2 separate regions of the Drosophila melanogaster genome follow, and region 2 is linked to region 1. A link is a contact called in public Hi-C data. All regions are on one chromosome and are shown on one strand. The core of a region is the stretch at or near the end of the contact, and the rest is flanking DNA. Distances in the headings are between cores, read along the strand shown. Region 1 holds the start of RpS3A (Ribosomal protein S3A). Region 2 holds the start of lncRNA:CR45201 (long non-coding RNA:CR45201).

What was found. Hi-C and Micro-C count contacts between places; a contact is called where the count stands out from the background.
Region 2: a contact with region 1 is called in a Hi-C map of the Kc167 cell line, with 2.5 times the contacts expected there. The contact joins the promoter of lncRNA:CR45201 here to the promoter of RpS3A in region 1. A contact is called at or near these places in 6 of 107 Hi-C or Micro-C datasets (the Kc167 cell line, the Sg4 cell line, brain and 3 more) and 1 of 6 datasets of contacts at active chromatin or transcription factors (the Kc167 cell line).

What each region holds. Positions count from the first base shown.
Region 1 is chr4:64,927-69,441 of dm6, reverse strand. It overlaps RpS3A (Ribosomal protein S3A), which reads left to right and starts at 2,235. Exons shown (of 4, transcript NM_001258475.2): 1 at 2,235-2,602; 2 at 2,704-3,337; 3 at 3,393-3,442; 4 at 3,921-4,217. The coding sequence starts at 2,262. The coding sequence ends at 3,169. snoRNA:CD-24 (a small nucleolar RNA gene) reads left to right here and starts at 3,797; the gene lies at 3,797-3,865. It also overlaps a transcript of pan not described here.
Region 2 is chr4:956,920-961,434 of dm6, reverse strand. It overlaps lncRNA:CR45201 (long non-coding RNA:CR45201), which reads left to right and starts at 2,001. Exons shown (of 1, transcript NR_123751.1): 1 at 2,001-2,211. It overlaps 4E-T (eIF4E-Transporter), which reads left to right and starts at 3,043. Exons shown (of 8, transcript NM_166798.2): 1 at 3,043-3,429; 2 at 3,546-4,515. The coding sequence starts at 3,404. It also overlaps asRNA:CR44030.

The DNA.
Region 1 (4,515 bases), core at 986-3,485:
TAAAATAATTCCCGGTTCAAAATGTTATCAGATTTAAAACGCCGTACCACGTCTGCGTTGATCGAATTTTTTTTAAATTAGTGCTGGAATAACGACGATGGCAACTGTCGATAAGCAGGCGTGCATCGATGTTCTGCCGCGACAATTCTCGATATTTTGCTTATATCGAATGGCTCGATTAGCATTAAATAATCAAAAAAAATTATAACAAGAATTTTCATTTTTAACTTTTCAATGTTTGTTAGATGTTAAAACACAATAATAAGATTTTTTATTATTTTGGTTCGCTTAAGCTAAAGGTCGATATATTCATTTAAACTCCTAATAGCGGTTTGGGGTCATGCTTAGTTTTTAGAATGGATTATGTACATGATAAACTCATGCAGTTTTCACCCATACGCTACAATTTAAAGATATCGTATTTCGCTAATCACTGAACTTGTCGGGCATTGCCATCCTAATTTTAAAGTTTGGTTGTCGATTAACATTGTACAAATTACATCTCAAGATGGCTGCTCTTGATACGTGCAGATTTCAGAATGATACTTCGAAAATTCACCTCTCGGTGTATGTAGAATTCAGGATGGTAGTTCTTCATATGTGCATAAATCGTATGGCAGCTCCCGATATGTACAAATATCAGGATGGTAAGTTTCAAAATGTGCAAAAATCGGAAGGCACCTCCCGTGATGTGGGAGTTGCCAGGTGGCAACTCATGATATGTATAGGTGTATTTCCCATTAAACGGGCCAGCATTTGACCATTTGACCAGCATTGCCAAGCGTATTTCACCGATCCACGTCATTTTTAAAATAATCGAAATCGAAATGCGAGACCGTTTCTGAACTAGCAGTTGCCTAGCATCCTCCTAAAATTCATGAAGTTATATTGTATGGTGTGCCCCAATACAAAAATTAAAAACATTTATCAATCTTTCTTCATTTTAATTATAAAAATGTATTTAAAAACACTTGGGCCTGTTCCAATTTAACTGTGATGTTATTGATAATGGTAAACGATATCATATGATACGCACACTTTTAAAATTTGCCTTGGACCCAATTAAAAAAACTGACCGCAAGGCGGGATGATCTCGACGCCGAGATATAATGGAATCAAATTAGGCATGCAGATTCAGTTTGTTAAAAATATTTGGATGTTTGGAGAACACGCATAATAAAAAAAAGAGATCAATTTCGTACGCCCATAACTTCTGTAATGAAGCTGTAGTTCTACGTATTTTGGAAAGACCCTATGGCTTAGCCGGTCTCGAGCAACAGCATAGATATATTAGCTTTATACAAAATCATTTAAATGCTTAATTTTGTTCACTTAATTTTTAAAATTTATTTTTTTTTTTATTTATTTTGCTTTATACTAAAAAAAAAAGTCAAAAATAGTAAAATAAAACAAAATTAAGACATTTTACAAAATGATTTTTTTTTATAATTCTTGGCTCGTATCGAATAATTTCAGGATAATGAGACGTTCTTTGCTTACAAAAAAATTGGAATGGAAGATTAAAAATAATAAAATGCAAATATGAATTTACCCAAAACATTTATTCACTGCGTTTATATTTTTCTTATATATTTTTACCGTCTATGATGAAAATTAGTCGTGAGAAGTGAACCAACGCCGGCTGCATTTGTGGCGATGGTCAATAAACGTGACCAAAATACATATTGTTTCCGCTTCTATTACGAGTGACAGAAATGGTAACAATTAAAAAACTAACAAAACATAGAATTGTTTTAATGAAATTTAATTTTTATCAAGATTAGGCGTCAAATATAATAATTAAACCCCATATTAGAAATTAACTAAAACTATAATATAGAAATAATAGCTAGAGCAAAAAACAGCTTAGAACGGCTGATGCTCTTCTATTTTTTGTTATGTATTACAGTTACAAATTTGTTGGTCACGACATTTACTCTTTACTGTTTTCTGTTTATATTTTATTAAACTACAAGCGTAACTGTTCCTTTAAGGTATATTTTACAAGGATTTCGTAGTTTGTACTTCCCATAATACAAGTTGTAGATATATCCTTTGGCTCACTAAAAAGTAATCGTGTACACAGTGCTCCAAAAAATTTTCGGAACGCAGCACAATGAGAAAGCGATATAACACGGACATATTACTGCATACAGGTCTCAAATTATAAAATGACACTCGTGGCCTTTACCAACACTGGTTTCCTTTTTTCCACATACGTCGTCAACGTGATTCGACCTTTTCCGGTTTATTAGTTGAACATGGCAGTCGGCAAAAATAAAGGTCTTTCCAAGGGTGGTAAGAAGGGCGGTAAGAAGAAGGTGGTGGACCCGTTTTCTCGCAAGGACTGGTACGATGTCAAAGCTCCGAATATGTTTCAAACCCGTCAAATCGGTAAAACACTTGTAAACCGCACCCAGGGTCAAAGAATAGCATCGGATTATTTGAAGGGTCGCGTTTTCGAAGTGTCTTTAGCAGACTTGCAAAAGGATATTGATCCAGAACGTTCTTTTCGCAAGTTCCGTCTTATTGCAGAAGATGTTCAAGACCGTAATGTGCTCTGTAACTTTCACGGAATGGACTTGACTACGGACAAGTACAGGTTAGTAAACGTCTATAATGCACAAGTCTCGACTTTATATTTGTAAATGTGCACTTGCATGTATAAATGTAAATGCTTACTAACATTTCAATATTGTTTAGGTCGATGGTTAAAAAGTGGCAAACACTAATTGAAGCTATTGTCGAAGCAAAGACTGTAGATGGGTACCTCTTGCGAGTGTTTTGTATCGGATTTACTGCCAAGGATCAGCAGTCTCAGCGCAAAACATGTTATGCTCAGCAATCGCAAGTCCGAAAGATTCGTGCTCGCATGACCGACATTATTACTAATGAAGTTAGTGGTGCCGATCTAAAGCAGCTTGTTAACAAGCTGGCCTTGGACTCGATTGCGAAAGATATCGAAAAAAGCTGTCAGCGCATATATCCATTACATGATGTTTACATTCGTAAAGTAAAGGTATTGAAGAAACCGCGCTTCGATGTCTCAAAGCTTCTGGAATTGCATGGCGATGGCGGTGGCAAATCCGTGGAAGCCGTTGTTTCATCCGAGGGAGCCGTAATCGACCGCCCTGAAGGTTATGAGCCCCCAGTACAGGAAGCTGTTTAAATTAAATATGAAATGCATATTTTTTTATGTATTGCATTCAAACATAAAATACATTTCTCTACAAATTGCATAAACTATTTTCTTGGCTTGTTATATTAGTTTGTGGGCCTTTGGGAAGTCTTTCGTCTTTTAGGCATATGTTTGTTCCAGCCGTCCATCCTGAATGTGGTATGTAAATCTAACATTTTTATGCTAAGCCTCCACTTACTTGTATATTATATAGGCTACGTTTCGTAACGATCGAGGTGTATACAAAGAAGCCGAAATTCACAGGTATGTAAAGCATTTAATTTATAAATTCCAATGAGAATTAAAACGTGCAATACAGAAGCCAATTTCTTATAATTTCTTTGTCTTTAAACTTAAATTATTTAGATTGCTTTCCTATTAAAAAAAAAAACATTTTTAGCTTTTTTTTTTCGAAAATTTGAACAAATTTTTTTATATTTTCTTTAAAACATTAATCCCTTTAACTTTTTTACAAAAGTATATTTATATTACAGGCTACATATAAGTCATCTTGACGTAGCTGTAACTAGATGTATTTTACAAACATATTTGTTTTAAAGAACTTTATAAGATTTATAAGAAGGAAATTGTTGCATATATTATTGCACTTTTATTATTTAATATGATGTTGTTATTTTTCGTCTCTGTCATTTATGATGAAAGCTAAAGTGCTGAAATTCATTTGTTTAAATATAATTTTTAAATAAAAGAATTTTACTTATAAAACTTTGCTTTTTCGCAGGTATGTCGATTGAATAAAAATCAATATATACCCCAACTATGTAAGCATGTCAAACACTTTGGTGGATTCCATTTCCAATACTACTGGAGATGGCGTGAAGACGACTACGATATATACAAGGAAATTTTAAAATAAGCTTGGTTGTCCGATTAATCCAAATGAAATGAAAAATCAAAAAAAATTTAAAAATATATGGTTTACTTACATATGTAACTTTATTTTGAATATGACATTCACATAGGCATGATACACGATTTTATTTGACTATAAAATTAACTAGCTAAGTAACGGGTAAATGTTGTTTTAGCCTATGAAAATATGTGCAATTGGACTTAATCTGTAAGAGCCTCTAAAGCTTATACTGGTTGATTCAACTGCTTTGATAGAAAATTTAGTTGGTAAATAATTGTTTCCGTTTATGCTGCTTTGTTTTCCCTCTATCATTGCGGATTACAAAAGACGTCCTGAGAAGAACCGTTATCTTTTTAATTCTGCTTTGTTTAACTTTCGACAAAAATTGGACACGTATATTGCATCATCAGATTACCGCCCCCAAATGCAATTTTGAATATCTTCCATAATTTGAATGGTAGGA
Region 2 (4,515 bases), core at 752-3,251, 890 kb before region 1:
AAGGTCTTTAATAGGTGCTTTCACTAAGAGTTTCCAGTGTTGGAAGACGAATTCTACTATCTGACCCCCTCCCTCCACACCATGACTGATGGCCAGGTGGTATGATCAAAGACACTAGAATAACAAAATGCGTAACGGCCATACATTGGTTTGACAAAAGACACTAGAATAACAAGATGCGTAACGGCCATACATTGGTTTGGCACTATGCAGCCACTTTTTTGGTGACGGCCAAAATTGCTGTCTGTCCGCTCGCTTACAATGAGAGTGTAAGAAATCTAAAAATAGAATTTGCTTGCTTGTGTAAGTAAAAGCAAGAGACCAGAACGCGTATATGTGTGCGTGTTGTGATAGAAAACGATTTTCGGGCCGAAATCAATTCTGATTGAAGAAACGAATTTACATATTTGAGGAGTTTTGTCCGATTTCGTAGCAATATGACAAAATTGCGCGCTTTTTAAAAATATCAAATTGGAATATAACAAAAAAAAACTGAAATCGAACAACTGAATCTAATGTGCATGTTAAATAATAAAAATTGATCATTTACATACATCATATTAAGTCAAATGACTTAATAAATATACTAAATAATTAAGGAAAATACCAAGGAAGTATAACTACTGTAATTTAAAACATAAATTTCCCAAATAGAAGACATTATATTGAGAAATAAATATTCCATAAAAATAATACGTAGTAGAAAATACAAATTTATAACATAAACAAAAATATGAAAACTGTTTATTGGAAGTATATCTTGAGGCACGAAGTGCAGACGAAAGCACTCAACAATGTCTTATTAATTTTTCACAAGTCGCAAGCTGAATCATTCATTTCATTTCATTCAGTCATTTTTAAAATTTATTTTGTGACATTATGATTCGGCTTTTACTATTTCTAAGCTATATTTAAATAATAATAACGTTAAGGCAATGCAAAACAAGAATTTTTCGCACGGTGCCAATTGATCAAAAATAATATAGATTTAATGTCTATGAACTTCTAAGGTGAAGGGCATACATATGTACATATATTGTCAAATTTACAATGCATGGATACGTGTGCACACACACAGTTGTCTGCTATCACTGTATGCGTAGAAAAGAGCTGTGCGCTGTAGCGCTCTCCGCTCTCTCGCTCTCGAACAAAAATTCGAGGGGGCCTGGAGCCACGGCGAAAAAACCGTGTGCCAAAAAATCGTAAGACGTTACGCATCCTGTTATTCTAATGTCTTTGGTATGATAATCTTTAACAATTTATTTCAAATTATTACTCCCTTGGACATGGTATGTGACGACAAATTCTCACCATACGAAAAATATGAAAAACTTTGATTTTTAATAACTCGACATATGGCTTTATTTGTACCACATTTCTTCGTACTGTGCCATACCATCCCTATTTTGCCATCCTTACGATACCGCCGTCATTATCTTCATTAATGGGTGGGTAGAGACCGTTAGGTCAATGCAGGACGGCATATAGAAATTGGGTGACGCACTCTTAGACCATAACCAAAACTATCGTATATTCTCAAAAAAAGGGGACTATGACTATAAAAATAGCTATGTATTTAACTCTAAACCTCTATAGATTTTGATAGACCATGACATTGTGTGGAACATGATGTCATTTTCTAGACATTGTGCACGAAGATCATTCCCGAAGTCGACCGAACACTTATTCCGTGCATGTTTCATCAGACCGCCGGCAGCATATTTTAGCGTTAGGCGTGCACTTCCTTGTATAACTGTGTACACCTACAAAAAATTTCAAAATCAATCTATCGGGCACGCTCCGTTAATCGAAGTACTTTACGATTTCGATTTTAAAGATTGGTGCTCCGGTTTTCAAATTCGTAAGGATTTTCGATGTGTATAACGGGCACTTTTGTCTGGCCGAAATGAAAAGTATATGCCCATTTTTATATCACGTTAGATCTTAACCAAGGGAAAAAATAGTTCAGTAGTCTATTGATTTATATTCATTAGTTATTTTATATACAATTTATTTCTGACCCCATCAAAAATTTGATATACAAAATTTTGCTGTCGGCAACAAAAATTTTCGATTTGGCATTTTAAAACGCAAGATCGGTGCTCCGGTTTTCAAATTCGTAAGGATTTTTCGATTTGTAAAACGGACACTTTTGTCTGGCCGAAATGAAAAGTATATGCCCATTTTTATATCACGTAAGATATTATTTACCAAGGGAAAAAATAGTTTACTCAGTGGTCTATTGATTTATATTAATTATTTATATTCATTATTTATTTTATATACAATTTATTTCTGACCCCATTAAAAATTTGACATACAAAATTTTGCCGTCGGCAAAAAAAATTTTCGATTTGGCATGGGGTCATGCGTGCGTCGACTAAACTTACTTATAAAATATAAAAGAATTAATTATCTTAATTTAAAAGATGGCCTATAGTGTTCGTAAGTAATGCTATTTAATTTAATTAATTAAACGGTCAAAATGCAGTAAAAAATTAAATGCGAACATCGGAATTAAAATTGTGAAAAAGGTGTCCGCTGGAAAACAGCTTAAACAGCTGTTTACTGTACAGAAAACACTCCGACAGCAAAAAATTTTACGAAATCAAATCGAATTCGGAAACAAATTACGATTATTCGGTAATGCATGCCTGATTATAATTTCTTGATTTGTTTTATATTAAATTTAAAATTTAATAGTTTAATAATATAAAAATATTCTTATTTATATTATATATTATGAGTATTTCAAATGTAAATAATCATATAAACTATTTTATAAAACATCGACGTTACATAAATAAAATTTATTTTTTGTTTTTCAAGTGTAAATAATAATATTAATCATTTTAGAAAACATTCGGCACCTTTACTCGACGCTCATACGAACGGACAGATATGCTTAGTCTGGTATCGCTTTAGCACCAGTAGGAAAAACCTAGAATTTCTTTTCCCACAAATGTCACAACTTCAAAATTCCATTGTTTCACGGTGTTTCTCTTTTAATGTTTCAATATTAATATATATAATGCCTTAAGGTTCAATAAGAACAAAATATTTTCAATGTCTATATCCCACTCCAATTTAGCGTGATATTCACAAAGCTAATCGCAACATTGTGAGCATTAAAAATTGTTATATATGTATGTAAGCGTCTTGGGATTATATTCTCATGAAACTCAACAGTCATATATATGGCCTTAAAATACGTATATATATATATATATATTAATTTTTCAAAGTGTGTGTTTGCATAAGTGGTGTGTACTATTTGTATATTCATTGTACAATTTCTCCCGTTCATATAGGAGAGTGTTCTGTTTTTAATAATTTTGGATATCTTAACTTTTTCGACTTTCTGTAATAAGTTAGATTACACAGTGAACTATAGTCCTTAGCAATGGATACATCAAAGATTAGTGCCAGGTATGTGGATTAAATATTGGTAAATTTTAGTCAACTTTTTCGATATTATTCTCGCGTACTGTTTTTTTAAACTTGTATATGTACTAACATTGTTTTAACAATCTGTTTCACATTAGGTACTCGAAAGTAGACCTGTTAGCTCTAAGATATGAAGGTAAAAGTCGACAGCGCCCGCAATGTTCAACACGACTTGAATTGCAGACGCTAGGTTTTTGGAAAATTAATCTGAACACAGCTGCGTTAACCGTGTCCAGCGCCTATTCTAATCAAAACAAGAATCGACTTTCTCCAGAAGCAGATAACTCGAGCTTAATTTGTTCCAATAGTAGCTCAATAAGTTCACGTCGCGCTATGAGAAATCGAGAACGGGCAAACAACTATTACCAGCGCTTCGTACCTACCGATTCTCTTCTAATAAGTGGGGAGGATAAAGATAAGGATGCGCTTTCTCATGGACAGCCCTATAAGTTGAATATCATCGATCACCGTAGCATATCATCTTCACATTTAATGCCGGCATTTGCAAAGAGGCGTTTTGTCATATCGAAAGGCAGCAACAGCGAGGAAAGCAACGAGGGGATAAACACTTGTGCAAGCAAGGGCAAGGCAGCCAGTTCGCCTAGCCGTAAGGGTAGCGAGTTGGATACTGCTGAGACATGTTTGAATTTTGTTCAGCCGGATCACGACCAATGCATGTCATCTTCACCTACATTTTCAACATCCCGCCAAGAAAGGCGGATTGGTAGCGGTCGGCTGTTGCCAAGAAGTGATAATTGGGATTACAAAAACGAAAAGACCGTAGAAGCCAGCATTGAGAATGAAAAGGAAACATCTCCAAATGGATCTGGAAGTACAAGCAGTCTTAATCAGCACAATCAAAGCCAACATCGTTCTCGAACATTCAGTGGAAGGTTAGTTGAACGTGTTCCCGAAGTCACAGATCGTCGTTTTCAATATGACTCCAAAAAGTCTTTTGATCGTCAGGGAATTAATAATCGACGCATTTCTGGTAAGGAGCCTTTCAGTACTCAAAGCCGAAGCAAGCGTGGCAATTCCTATCTCATTCACGAAGAACCTGAATGGTTC